Linked DNA regions of Anas platyrhynchos: region 1 is linked to region 2. A link is a contact called in public Hi-C data. All regions are on one chromosome and are shown on one strand. Each heading gives the region's core, a stretch centred on a gene start, on an enhancer-like site or on the middle of the called end of the contact. The rest is flanking DNA. Distances are from core to core; before and after follow the strand shown.

Evidence for each region. Hi-C and Micro-C count contacts between places; a contact is called where the count stands out from the background.
Region 1: a Hi-C map of skeletal muscle shows a contact between it and region 2, with 3 times the contacts expected there. The contact joins two enhancer-like sites. A contact is called at or near these places in 2 of 8 Hi-C or Micro-C datasets (liver and skeletal muscle).

Annotation. Positions count from the first base shown.
Region 1 is chr13:10,374,388-10,381,726 of IASCAAS_PekinDuck_T2T, forward strand. No RefSeq gene overlaps it. Among named protein-coding and RNA genes, the nearest start is that of XPC, 28 kb to the right of the region's middle. Within about 2 kb of position 5,429, at least 1 of the 8 cell types and tissues checked has an H3K27ac peak or open chromatin away from gene starts, as enhancers often do.
Region 2 is chr13:10,335,663-10,343,011 of IASCAAS_PekinDuck_T2T, forward strand. No RefSeq gene overlaps it. Among named protein-coding and RNA genes, the nearest start is that of XPC, 67 kb to the right of the region's middle. Within about 2 kb of position 4,514, at least 4 of the 8 cell types and tissues checked have an H3K27ac peak or open chromatin away from gene starts, as enhancers often do.

The sequences.
Region 1 (7,339 bases), core at 4,179-6,678, 40 kb after region 2:
GAGGTCCTGCCCACCAGCACCTCACCAATAGCTGCACCTTTATATCTTATGCCAATCAAATGGGGGACATGTAGTGTATATTTAAGAACACTAGGATGCTTCAGAACACAGTCAAGTAAAGAAGATAAGAAGGCAGAGATCCCTTAAAAAGAATAGGTCGATACGACTACAGAACATACCTTGTAAATGCATTTCCCTTACTGAAAGAGGAAAAAAACAGCACAGTTTGCACAGTGCTGCAGCAGGATTACAAGTATCTGAAGGGAACTGGTACTACCCCTGCAGGAGCCTGTGTACTGAGGCGACAGATGAAACAGCGTGATGAAACTGAGGGATATATTTGGAGACATGAGAGAGCAATTTGAAGAGATATTTGGTGAAGTAAATGACTCCCAGGACTGATTGCCCCTCATTGGGAGTGTTACCATTGTACTCGGGGAGAATAGAATTGGCCCTGAATGCTTTGTACCAATGAAAAGGAGATGTAATCTCCTCTAGCACAAAATGTAGTGCTTGGACTTTTTTATTAGCAAGCTAAGTGGCAGCCAGCATAGTCAAATTGAAAGGGCATTAAATGAAGGGTCAGGAACCTCTCCATCTTTCCCTCCTTTATGAAGTGTTTGAAGATCAGTAAGTGAAAAGTGGTCATTCCAGGTATGATCTCTGCACGATAAAAGGAATCTTTTAAACGGGAACATGACAACCTATCTGAAGTGGCATGTTTTAAATATTTTTACAGAGGGACATTCTTGACTCTTATTTGGCTTACGAAGTACTGCAAATTACACTGATTTTTAAGCTAGTATTTCCCTAGAATTAAATAATTATAATTGTTATCATGATAAGAAGGGGCTGGATCCATTGCTCTGAGACAGCATACTTACAATGCAGGAGTCATGGACAAAATGTCATGGGAGTACAACTCAGGGACAAAGATTGTGTTTGAAGTCAATATTTTGTTAAGATCACATGAAATTGGTAGGCAGAGACAACAAAGTCACCACTCCTGGAGTTTAAAACAGTTTAAAGCAACATTTATGTGAAATATTTCTGCCAACTGCTGGCAAACGGTGAAGAAAACAGATGGTGATTTAGTAGAATACTGCACTTGGTGCCTGAAATCATTCTCCTGCTCAGGGCCTCTGCTGCCCACTTCTACCACCTTAAATAAATAAATAAAATAAAATAAAGAGAGAGAGAGAAAGAAAGAAAAAAAACAAAACGATAGTCACAGAGAAAAACAGCAGGTGTATCGCTCAGTCCTTTGGTTAATGATAATTTTAGAAATCTTATATGAATCATTAATTCATATCCAGACTTAAAACTTCCCTAAATTTTGGTCTGGTCAGATAAAAATCAATTCCAAATATGTTCTGAATTTCAGTTCTGAGTCTACAGAGGAGTAGGACCCTCCCTTAAATCTGAAGAAGTTACTTGAATCTACAGTTACTTATAACAAGCTTGAAGCAAAACTTAACAGCATCTGTTTTCAGAAAAAGAAAAAGAAGTGTCCTGGTAACTAAAATCAATAGGTACATTTCTTAAACTATTGATAGAGGAAAGCATTATGGGAAGACATAAAACTAGGCTGATCGTAATCAGCCTTATATAGACTAAAAGTTCCACTTCTATGGGGACTCTCATAGGGTTATGAATTTTGAAGGTAGCAAATGGAAATGCACTGAAACAAATCATTGGGATTGATTCATTAGAAGTGGTTTGGATATTTGTTCAGGTCACTGTTGGAAATTTGATAGTTCTGTTTTAAGGAGAGTATCTTCTAGTCAAAAAATCAGCCTTTCATCAGAACTATAAGGGTTTTCTTAGACAAATACAGATCAAAGAAAGAAGATGTTGAAAAACTGGGGTGCTTGGGTGCCCAGAGAGCTATTAATGCTGCGAGTTTGTGTGGCCTGCAGGATCGATTCCTGGACAAAGCAGAGCGACTGGAGGGGACACCCAGTCCATAAAAATAATAAACCTGTGAAGTGGCAAATTTCTAAATCTTAGATTGTTGCCACATTTTTTCCCCTAAATTTAACATAGGACAGCAGTGTTCTGTCTCTGTTTTGTCTTTCTTTAGCCTCATCAGCTGACTTTTCCTACATATTTACTTGCTATATTCAGTGCTGGAAGCTGATGGGATATAAGCAATCCGGCACGTTGCCACAAGTTGCAGAAATGCAATTAAGTTAAAGATCTGATGAGGTGTCAAGATACACGGTCTGCATCACACCTATGAATGAGGCAGAGTTTCTCTTGTAAGCTGTTCCTTACTGCGCTTAATTTCTTTTTTCTAAAAGCAAGATTAAAAAATAAATGCTGGACAAATAACTTTTTAATTCCCTCTGCAAATCTACTGTGCAACTTTTGGACTCTGACTAGGTCTCTTTGTTCCCAGCATCCGCAGAGACTCTGCAGGCAAAAGCAGGCTTTCAAAGCCAGTCATCCAGTTCCAACTCCTTGAAAATAAATCCTCCTGGTACCTCGGTGGAACCGATCACAACTTAATAAGAAGCATCCTAAAGGAGGAATTCTGTCCAATTCTCTATATGCTACTTTGTTTTTTAAAGAAAGAAGAGGGCAAAGAGCAGAAAAAAATGTGTTTGCTTTTACCAAGCCCATAATTGTGACTCTGCCCAGAAATCAGCTGGGAGAGAAGACCCCATTTTGATGTCTCCCTTTCAAGAGATAGCTGCGTTTTACCTGAATACAGCTCCTCACTCTAATTTGTTTTCCTTGCAGTTGCTCTCCGAATTATATCTGAAAACCAATCTCAGAACTCATCGCCTACACATATACACACACACCCTCAAAAGGAAGATAGGCTCAGCTTTCAGTAACCTTTACCCACCGATACCCCATGTTCATTGCCACTGCTGGTGTTCTCCCCATCAGATTAGGGTTACTGAAGACTGGAGAGTGACATTTGCTGTTTGGAGAACACCACGCAGGTAGCGGCAGTGCCACTTACCTCATCTTCCTACCATCTCCACTGATTTGGATCTAGATTGGATTGCTTTAATTGACTAATATTCCTATTATCTTAGGAAAACGTTTTCGTTGTGGCATCTATTCTGTACCTTTTACAACGGTCGCCGTTGCCAGCAGTACAACACACACAAACAGCGCCTTTACAGGTGCACGGAAAGTTCAGACTAGTCATGAATTACAGCTATGAATGGGAATTAAGTAGAACATTCCTTTCTAAGTACTTAGGAGTTGGCAATGGAGGCTTCATTTAGTAACAAAGGTATTAAGCCTGAAGGATTTGGCACTAATATGGAGCTTCTTTCTGGGACAGAGATGATTTTACTGAAACATTTGATAATTGTACTTATTATAAGCAGGGGCTGGTAGCATCAATTATTACAAAGGTTGCTTGACACTTCCCATTCATTATAAAATCCTCTTTTCAATTGCTGAAAACATTGCCAACCTTTAACTATCCAGGCTGAAATTTTCCATGCTGAGTGCCTCTCGTTGGCTGATTTATTTACTTTAAGGGAAATTTTAGCCAAAACACTCTGCCTTTTCCAAGAATGAAACTGGAGAAAAATACATTGCTTTGGCTATGTTTAAAACAAAATCTGGAAATCTCAACACTTCCCAAAAGATCCTGAAAAAGAGAGTTTTCATTGTGAGTGTGTCCTGTGTTGTTCCTGTGAAACTCAGAAACTGTGTTTCAAAAACTTTGAACAGCATTTCTTGAAGGGGGAAAAAAAATCCATTTTCACTGCAGATCTCTATTCCCTGGCAGTATCTACATGGGAACGGGTGGGTGCAACAAGGAAATTTTACCTCTAAGCTGAGCATGCAGCATTCAAGACTATGTTGTTGGAGTTGTTGTGTTTGTGTTTTGTTTTGTGGGGGTTGTTTGTTTGTCTGTTTTTTATTCTGTGCACTCTTACTCCCATCCCTTTGAGATACATCCCAACATTAAAAGGCAGGGGAAGGACCAGGACTGCCCTGAGCTTTTAATACCCACCTTGCTACCAAGCTGGTAGTACCAATAGTTAAACTGTCTACATGCAGAAGGTAAAAAGCACAAGCCTACTAGGAAGAGAAAGAAACTGTCTGAAAGAGAGTTTGGTGAGGTGAGGACTGCAGGATGGGCAAAAAGGGAGCACAGGGCTGTTTTGGTGTAGGAACTGGGGATAAAGGGAAGGGGGAGAAGACACAGCTGTTGGGACTGAGAGGCCAGCAATGCACTGAGTGGAGCTTCAGAGCAGATAGCAGTGCTGGAAACCCAGGTAGGTCATTTACACCGAGTAACTTGGGCCTAGTGAGGATATTCCTCTTCAGGTCCCTCCACAGTTAGTGAAGGAAGGACTTGCTGCACTGGCTTGCTGGTCAGGTTTCTGGAGAAACCCTTCTCACTAGAGTGAGCTTCCAGAGGGCGAAGCTAGACTCTGTGAAAGAGTCTGTGCAAGGGTGACAGATGGTTCATTTCCAGGGTTCAGCTGCAGAAAGGGGCTTGAGGATTCAGCTGTGAGCAAAGGAATCAAGTCTCTTCTTTGGGTGCTACTAAGTCTAGGTCTCTGTTCAAGATGGATGAAAGCTGCTCCTGCAGAACTGGTCGCTACCCTAGCCTCCAGCACAGTGTTTGTGTGTGTTGCCAAGCAAATTGATTAATCCACATTTTTGCAGCTTGTTAGTCATCCTCTTAGGGACCCAACAGGAGACCCTAGAGTCTGATCTGCAAAACTGCTGAGCACTTACAGCTAGAACTGAAACTGGTAGGACCTATGCTCTGAATATAGAAAATGTTTTGCAGTGCTGTGAACTCAAAAAAAAAAAAAAAAATCAAGTCCCAGACAGTCAAAAATCTTTGGCAATGTTTTCACTTCATCTTCATATCTCCGCCTGCCATCTGTGCAAGTGGGGGTGCAGTATCCCCTCACTTCATTGAGGCATTGTGAAAATAGGTTATTTCATGTCTGTGAAGCACCCAGATACAATAACGATGACTGCTGAAGGAAAGCTCCCAAGGAAGTTAATAATTCTATATTGAGAAAAGGCTTTGAATAGTGTGCAGCAAATAAGCCATGGGGTACACACTGAACAATGAAGATAAAAGAAAATATTTAATAGTTGTTCACTAAGTGAACAGTATCCGTCCTGCACTTTAAACAGAGCATACATTTATAGTATGTGAGCCTGCGATTAAAGACAATGCCATAATGCATACACCCAAAGGCTATAATGAATTTGCAGCAACAACTTAAATTCTTGCATTTCTCAAGTTTTGAGTGTTTGGCTTAGCCACTTTGTTAGAACGCCAAATTCTCTTAATTTAGCTACACACAAAAAGGGGCATAGATCAATAGAGATTAGAGAGGGGGATGGGTTCCAGAACTGGCTCAACACAAAGTCCAAGGGTGTTTGAATTCAGTTCATATTAGAGAAGAAAGCTGACCACAGCTTTTTATCTGGATCCAGATGTCCTTGAATTTCAGGGCTAACCAAGCCTCAGTTCTGCTTTGGCACCTTCTCTGCTGTGATTTTGTTCTCCTGAAGTTGGGAGGGTGCTGCTGTGGACCTCTTCCTTATCTTGACCTTTATAAACATTGCAGTACTAATCCTGCCATTAAATTCTACTTATTCTTGGTAAGTACTGAGGGCTTTATTTAGCAACATAAAAAAAAATAAAAAGTGTGAGGTAAGTATAGGTCTTCCAAGCAATCTGGGTGGTACAGGACAGAATGTGTTTTTTCCCTGTGAAGCTACAGCCATGGGGTAGGACAGAAGAGGTACATCAGGAGGAGGGGACATCCTTACAGGGCCAGGATGGAGCACAGGAGGAAACCCCATAAAAAGCAGTGGGAATGGCTGTGCCACAGAGAATGGCACAGGAATACCACAAGTGTTTTCTGGGCTTTGTGTTGATCAACACATCAGGAAACTGCATTGAACCACCATCCAACTGCCCATAGGGAATATGGGGAAAGACTTAAAGAGGAGGGAAATGTGACAGTGCAGGTGGAAGGGTCCCTTTCCAAGGCACACAAACCATACACTGCACCTGTTACTGCAGACTGCAGCAGCATCACCCTGATATATGCTTCAGCTGCACTCTGCAAAGCCACAGACAATAAATGGACCAGGTGCCATTTCCCATACCACAGCCAAAGCATTTATGTTTGTGTTGTCATCCAGGCTCTCTGTACTTAAGCTTCCAAATATACAAACAACAGAACAGGCATGAGGTGGGAAGAAAATACTTGGGTCAGACAGAATCACATCATTCCACACATGTATGCTCCAGGAAGGCAGCTTTTACAAAGTCTTTACTCTTAAAAGCTTAAACAAAACGTAAAGCAGCTATAAAATTTTCTTTTATAGAGTAATTTATCCCAAATGTCTTGAAACAAGCCTGGCAACACGGAATATCCTCTGCAACATTTTCCACACAGTATACATGTAATTAAGACCTTTGTTTTAGGGGGGCTGAAAGTATTTTCTTTTATCCACTACAAACTTGTTGACTTTCAGAAAATTATCCGTATGTTTGTTCTTAAGCCCTGAGACAGAAGGTAGAAGCTCCCAATCAACTTGATTTGTTTTGTTCGCTGCTATATGAAATCTCCACTATCTGTCCAGAAACGAGAGAAACAGCATGTCAAAGGAAAAGGGAATTGACATAACTGGGGGAAAAAAAAATGCAAAATAAATTCTAATCTGTTTTTCTCCTCACTGGACTAGCAGCCAATATTCCAGTCTTGGCCACTGGATCCCATTCCCCACGTGAGAACATGGGCAATACTCCTCCCTAATACCTGGGGTGCCACATCCGCTTAATATTCTAATTCATGCTCCCAGGAGGAAAACTTCTGTGTTTTCAAAACAACAGACTTCATTCCAGTCTTTGAGCTACCTGTAAGCAATGATAATTATGTGTGTGTATATATATATCTATAGCATAGATATATATATATGGGGGGAAATCAGAGAAGTCTGCTGTTCCAAGCTGTACACTCGGAACTGCTGCTACAGGTATCACAGCAAAGTTGAAACTCCGTCCTCCCCATGTAGACATTTCCATTGACATGTGGGAATCCTGAATCCTGTTTGTAATCCCAGAACAACCAGCTGACACATTCACAGCACTTCTCGGTGTCTTCTCATTCACAGCATCTCCCTGTGCAGTTAGACAGCCGATCCACCAAGCACCTATTTCATACAGGAGACAGACCTGTTTGTGCTCCCAGTATCATGAGCGAAGCACCCAGGGCTGCAGGACTGGGCACGAGCCTTCTCAGTCTAGCTTTGTACAACACTGTCATCTAGTGGAGGCACGTCTGGAGAGCAGGGAAGGTTGTGCTGGTTGGTATTTTGC
Region 2 (7,349 bases), core at 3,264-5,763:
ACTGATGTGATGTCCTGCTTGCATATTCCTAGCAAATAAAATTCTTAGACAAATCCAAACAATCTCTGAAACAGATCCATGTGGTTATTCGTGAATTGGGGAAAGCTATTTTCTTTTAATTTCAACTTTTCTCTTGTAGATAACTGGCAAAAGCATATATGTTGTGGTCTCAGCTGTGAAAAGCAGATTCATTATTTATTGCCAGTCTTCCTGGGAAAAGCCTCTCAAAACCCTTTGCTAATCTATGGTGTCCCAGCTGAAGCCCCCAGCAAAGGAATTCAATTTCTGGGAGCATTGTGTAGCTGTGCAAGGGCCTTTATTAGTGTCTGGGCACCCAGAATCCTAATCCTCTCTGAAAACGTTGCTCACCATAAGCAAGCAACTGGTTAAAGTGTGCAGCAGGGGCCCAGGTCCTCTCTTCTGGATAAAGCTGTGTAATTGTGCTTTTATCAAGAGGAGTCAGGAACGGCAAAGACTATAGGAATGAAACCGTGACTGCACTTCCTGGTCATTTATCTTGAAAAAGATAAATCTATGAAGAAAGAAATCGAGAGAAATAGGAGAAAAAGAAAAAAATAATAATCCAAAAAGGAAGAGAGAATCCAGGACACAAGATCATTCCAGAAGGATGTTTTGCAGAGTTTGCCATGAGCTTTTGGGTGGCCTTCCTTAATCGTGACTCAGAGAGTGCACGAATCTTCCTGGCTCTAGGAGGACACAATTATGTTGCATAATGTTATTCTCTCTGAATTTGTTCTCTCAAATGCATGCATGGGCTTCATCCATGTCCATATACCCTTGTTTCATTGTTTAGCACACATACAAAAAAGTACTTGCTTTTTCCATTTTAGCTGTCTTCTCTTGAGGTCCTGAATCACACCTTAAGCAAGCTGGTAGGCACTGGAGCCAGAAAAATCAGTGTTTTTAATTGCCCATTAGGCCTAAGTATTTCAGAAGAGCAGTCACACAATAATCAAGATCTAAAGGACATTCCTTCCTTCAATTTATCTCTAAGGCCTGTCTTGAAATTCCCCATACATCTAGGGCTTGAGGAGTAGCCTGATGGTTAGAGAAGCACAATTGGTATCAAAAAGCCTGATACTTCTCAGCTTAGTATCACTGTCCCTATGTAAACGTTTTGTGTTGCATTTGGCTGAGCTCCTGAGATGAATCCCATTTTGCTCTCGCCACCCTCTAGGTACAGAAGCAGGTTAACACCTCACAAGTTTTCTGGAAGCCTTTGCCAGCCACTGCATACACTGGCATTTGCAAATCCACATGTCGAGATGGCGCAACATTTCATGCAGAAAACTGGGCAGGACGTAATCCCAAATAACTGGGCTCACCTAAAAGACACAGGGAGCCTTTAGAGAGGACCAGCAAGCTGCCTCGTGACCAGCCACGTGATGACCATGAGCATCCTGATGCCACTGATCAGAGGACAAACGGAGGAGGCAGATATGGGTTGCTGCCCTGGGAGCCTTGCAGGGACTACCCGTGCCGCAGTGTGGCAGGACTCGCCACATGCCAAGGCAAACCTGCAGCCAGCAGAGCCAACACCAGCAAGCCAATGCAGTTTGGAAGAGGAAAGGATGCCAGGGTCTGGGTATTCCCAGTACCAAGCCTTTGCAGCTGCCTCCCTGTCATTTGCTCTGGGTTAAAGCTGGCAGCTGCAAAAACATTCTGCGAACTTGCTGTTCTTGCAGGGTTTTGTCACTCAGGTCCAGCATTTGGCTGGACTCGGAGGAAATTGCAGACTCTCTGTTTTCAGCACGGGTACTGAAATGAAAAGCCACAGCTAGAACAGCTGCTTCCTTCAGCCTCCCTGACCCCGCGGGTGGAGACCAAAGTGAGTTGCTTCCCCTGTGATACTCACCAGCTCAGAGGGCAGCCCTCACACACGCTATTAATTCTTAATAGAGAGGAGGACCTCTGAAAAGTCCTCAGGTAAAGCTGGTGGAAATCCAGAAAATCAAAAAAAGTGAGGTTTCAGCAACTATTTTTTTGGTCTGCACAAAAATGAAATTGCAAAATGTGTAAATCCTCCCTTGGAAAATGAGTTTAACCTTTAACGAGAAGAGACCCTATCCCAGGTAAGTGCCTTTGTGGCTGGGCACAGAAACCCAAGATGCTGGAGCTCTTGTGAATTCAGCTATAGCATTATTCTTCCAGCTCTTTGCGAGGAAGATGTCCCAGTGGTTCAAGGCAGGGAATGCCCATCCCACCGTGGTGTCTGGAGCTCTTTGCTTCTCTCCTCCCCTCCAATGTGCGACCGAGCAGAGATGGAAACTAGGCCTTGAGGTCTTCAGGTGGGAACATGTTTAGAAAGAGTGGGGGGTATCTTGGGTACTTTCAGATCAAATGAGGAAGTGAGGTTTATTTGATCCCTTATGTTAGTTGACCACTCGCTGAGGGCAGCAGGCTCAGAAGTGAGTCTTCAGTTCACCCAAATTCTTATTCAGCTGCTTAAATCCTTAGCGGTTAATCTGACAGCACGCAAGCAAGTCAGAATAGGATGGGAATGAAATCCAGGCTCCGTGTCTCAGGGCTCCGTCTACCACATTGTCATTCCTCACAGGTATATTGTGTGACTCACATCTACAATGCCAGAAATGAACCCACACATCCCAGGGAAGGAGGGATGTTCCCACACCCTCTGTGACCCAGTGTTGCTCAGAATTTCAGTCTCCCTAGGAGGGGAGGCAAGGAGAGGCAATAGGGACAACTGGCCAGGAACAGTCCTCATGCAGCATAGAAAAATCCTTTGAGAAAATGATCAAACATCATCTCGGAAATAGATGATTTACTTTTACTGAATAGCCACTCCAGAACGGCCCTCTTCTGAAAGTTGAAAACTTCTCTAGTTTCCAGGTTAAACATCGATTTTCAGTAGAATATAACAATATTCTTGGCCAGTTCATCCCCTTCTATTTCCTTGCCAAAGTTGATCTTCAGCTTGAATAGGTTCTAATACCCTGGTCCTGCGTTGCCAGAACAATTACATCCCCTCTTGGCCTCATCTTCTTAGGCATAACAAGAAAAGGTTATTTCAACATTTTCAATGATAGCTTCTCTACTGGGACCAGTCTAATAGACCATTTCATTTCCATTTGATTTGCTGTTTCTCTTCTGCATTGACAATTCTGCCCAGCTTTGTGTTTTCACCAGATTTCACTGGGATACTTTTATACATGTCATTCATGAAACTTAAGATAGGCATTAAGTTTTCCTTTGAAGAATTGTACTGGTAACTTCCCTCCAGGCCTTTTCAACATTACCCTCTGTTCTCTCCCATTCAGCCGGCTCCTTTCCCATTTTTTCGCTTTTGTACTCCCCAGCTTCTCCAGCTCTGCAAAAAATTCACCATCATGACTTTACACCTCTGCTGTTTCACTGAAGTCTAGACAGATGTGATCCACCACATCTCCTTTGTCTAGACCTGACGAAGTAAAATCATGAGGTTAGTCAGACATGATTTATCTGTGATAAACGCTTTTATTTTATCCCACTTTTCCTTTACTTGCTTGTCTTTAATTACTGTTTTCTTCAAAAACTGTTCTAAATGCCTTATGAGCTACCGCAGTCTGACTGATAATTTTGTAGATTGATTCCTCTTTCCATCTCAAGTATTTGTGTTATGTTTTCTATTCTATAATCACACAGTACTGCCTTTAACTTGATGGATTAATAATTAAAAAACAAACAAACAAACAAACAAAACCATGTAATTTTTGTATCAGGTCTCTCAGAATTTGACGTTGGAGATTATTCAGTCCTCCAGCACAAGCCATTTAAATACTCTGTGGTTCCTGCCACATTCAGTATCTTCAAAAGGCACCTATGTCAAATTTGGGTCATCCCTAGACTGTAAATTCTAATAATCCCCATCATTCCTTGTGCACATGTAGATCGTGTCAGGTATCCACTTAAAAAAAAAAAAATACAGCCCTCATTTCCCGCAGAAAATCACTGTTACTGAGTCTGCTAATCTTTGACTTCCCTCCTCAGCTGTCACCCTTGTATTTTTTTCCTCCTCTCTGCATTCAAAATAAGAAGGCAGAAAAAAATCTTTGCAACAAACTTTGCTGACTGTTGGCTCATATGCACTTAGCTCACCCACAGCAACTTATAATTAAGAGAGAACTGAGTAACTCCTACAACGAGCAAAAGAAACTGATTCTGATTATCCACCCTGATGTCTGAAAGGAAAGAAATACTCTGGCTGCTGGCAATGCCTTCCCAGAGCGCTTCTGGACTGTGTACAGGCAGTTCATTTTTAGCTCTATAAGTTGGAACCAACATTATATTAGATTACTGCATGATTTCAGCTATATGTGCAATAATGTCCAGAAAAGGTCCTGAAGAGAGCCATGTAAATCATAGCAGATAAGCTCAATCTCCCTGTTTTAATTCCAGCTACGGGATCTTTGAGAACACCCTGTCCCTTTCCCTACTTAGAAACCTTATTAGTAAGTGGCCTCCGCTCAGTTCAGATGTGTTTGTTGCCAGATGTCTCTGCAGGCAAGATTGCTTGCTAACCTCATTCTAATAATAAATATGAACACTGCTTTCACAATACCTTTCAGCATGGGAATTCAAAGTGTTTTAAATATGTTGAACATTTTAGCAGTAACAAAGAGCAAATTATGTATATTTTGTTTCAGCTGTGTAACAGCAGATGAAAACCCTGGGAAGAACTTAAATACAACACGATGGCTTTGCCTTTCCAACAGATGACAACATATGTAATATCTCTGATGACAAACCTGATCTTTAATAGCTTTTTAAGAGTTAATGGTGGTGCTGTTGAGATCCCCTTTAGCCAACAAGGATGGCTCCCATACAGCAGTTTGTATTAATGTGCTCTGTGCAGCCACTAAATAACACATCTCCACCTAAACACAAGAAACCATTCCCTTGGATTCTGTGAATCGGAGTTTCATTGCTTTCCTGCTAAGTTTTTACTTAACATACAGTCAATTTGTTAAATTGCTGTTTGTTCCTTGGATATATCCAAGAGATGCAGGGAAGATCAAGAACCAGTGGTCATCCTGCGAAGCAGCCTCATTGCTCACTGCTGGGCTTTTCTCCCAGTAACCATCCTACCCGCAGCGCTGCTCTGCTCCTGTAATGATCTTGCTCTGAGTTCAGCTGCCTTCAACATCCTTGAGTCTTGTGGTGAAAGCTTGGCTTCTGCAAGTTTTCCTTATCCTATAGAAAATGTGATGGGAGTGTGACAGAGCTCTCGTGGCCCTCCTAAGCACGCGTGCTGCCTGTGATGACAGGTTATCTAGGTGCTGCCCACAGCAGAACTACTCCCTCTCCTGAGGAGATGTTCTGCATCTGGAGCTGAGCCATCCATGGGATTAAATCTTTCTTTGCAAAGTGCCTGTGCCTAATTCCTCCTTGTGAGGAAAAAGACGTGATGTTTCAAATAAACCAGCCAGCTCCTCTCTGCTGGAGGACAGTGTCTGAACGAGGGGCAGCCCCACGCCCATCACACCAGAAGCTTTTCATATTAGTTAACACTTTGGAAACAGCTCAGGTTATTTTTCAGGCACCACAGCACTCGGTATCAGTGAAACTCCTTGGTTGCTGAGGGGAAGAAGATCAGAGCCCTGGTCCACATAGCCACAGGCAGGACTCACGAGGCTGCCCGGGCTCCTGGGTGTGCAGCTGGGAGCTCTGGAGCCCCACTTCAGCGTGTGGGAGCTACGCGGGAGCTGTGGACCCTCAGTGCCTGCCCGGCTTTCTGCCAGTCACACTAGCAACCAGGCACGGATCCAGGGGAATTTAGCCTGTATTTCAGCGGGAATCTATTCATTTAGATGAAACAAAGTTTGTTTGTTTTCAGTTAATCATTGCTTTCTGATGAAGAAAACATTTTGTCAGAGCATTCCCAGCAAACTCCGCTCACGATTCACTTTCCAGATCTCAGCAGCGAAACCCAGCATCAGCTCAGATGCCCTTTCCCACCTCGGCACGCAGAGCTCCCTAACAACGTGTGCTCCTGCAGGGGCCCTCCGAGGGCACGCTGACCTTGCTGCAGCTCAGCGGGACTGCAGCACGCAGCACCCACGGGGAGGCCTGCTTTAAAACTGGGTTGTGGTTTTGCTTCTCTATCTCATTTCTTCGCTTTTTCTTCTCCAGCATTTATAACAAAGTCCCAATACTTTATCTTCTCTTTCGTCTCCCTTCAGCTTGGTTTTCAGTCCCAGAAGTACAGTGCATGGCTGGTCCACTCTTCTCCGAGTTGGTTGCAGAGCTCAGAAGTCCCGAAGCGTTGGCAGCTGCCACCATTCTGTCACAAGACCCCAAAACCTGCTGCTTTTCATACAGCTCCAGTAACTGACCCATGATAAACAAATTTTCACTTTTACATTTGTTCCATCATGGTAGTAGGAAAAAGATTTCAGTGATTGAATGGGAAAAAAAAAAAAAGAGAGAAAAAAGAAAACAGAAAAAAACTCTAGGTCTTGAGCCTGTTAGTCAAAGTAAGACCTGCAAAGGTCTCAAAGACAGGAGCTTCTTACACTTTTGTGCAAATAAGCAGATGGCAAAGGAGAGAGACCCTTTTAGTTCTCTCCAAGGGAAAGTTGTGGCAGGGTTCAAACCATATTAGCCATGAGAGAATCCGCACAGGCACCCAGCCACAGATGCAAATCCAGTAGGCTCCAGCAGTTTTCTGCTTACGGAAAGACCTGCTGTCCACTTCAGGATCTTGAACTCAGGCTGCCCATGGTAGGTTGCTGAATTCTTTAATAAGCAGAGCTTTTTGTTCAGCTATGTATCAGACACTTAACAAAGGAAGATACTAATACAATCAGAAAATATAAACTGAATATAACTCGCCTCCTCTCTTGGGGCTGATGTTTTTTCTATCTACTAGTTCTCTGGTTGTCCTCACTTTTCCATGAAATATAAGATATGCAGGGTGTGAGTTGCCAGTATATGGTTAAAACCCTTTTAAAAATCAAAAGAGCAGTATATTTCTGTCTTGACTTCACTCCACAAAGGGGAAAGGGAAAAAGAGGCTGGAACCTATTCTTTTCTTTAACACCATCCTATGGAAACACACAGCCAGCCCCATGGCACTTGTCAGTGCAGACCCATCACTTTACACTTTGCAAAGATTTGGTGCTGTGTGTTTTGCCCCTTGAGTGTGGGAAAACACCATGGGGGAAAAAAAATGCTGGTGCTTTCCATTTCTTGCATTAATCCGCTCAGCCTGCAGCATTATCATCATCATTCATACAAAATGATAACAAACCCAGCCATCTGCTGAAAAAGCTCAGGCTGGCCATAAATCCACTGGGTCTCTTAGATTTAAAAAAGGGGAACACGCTTCA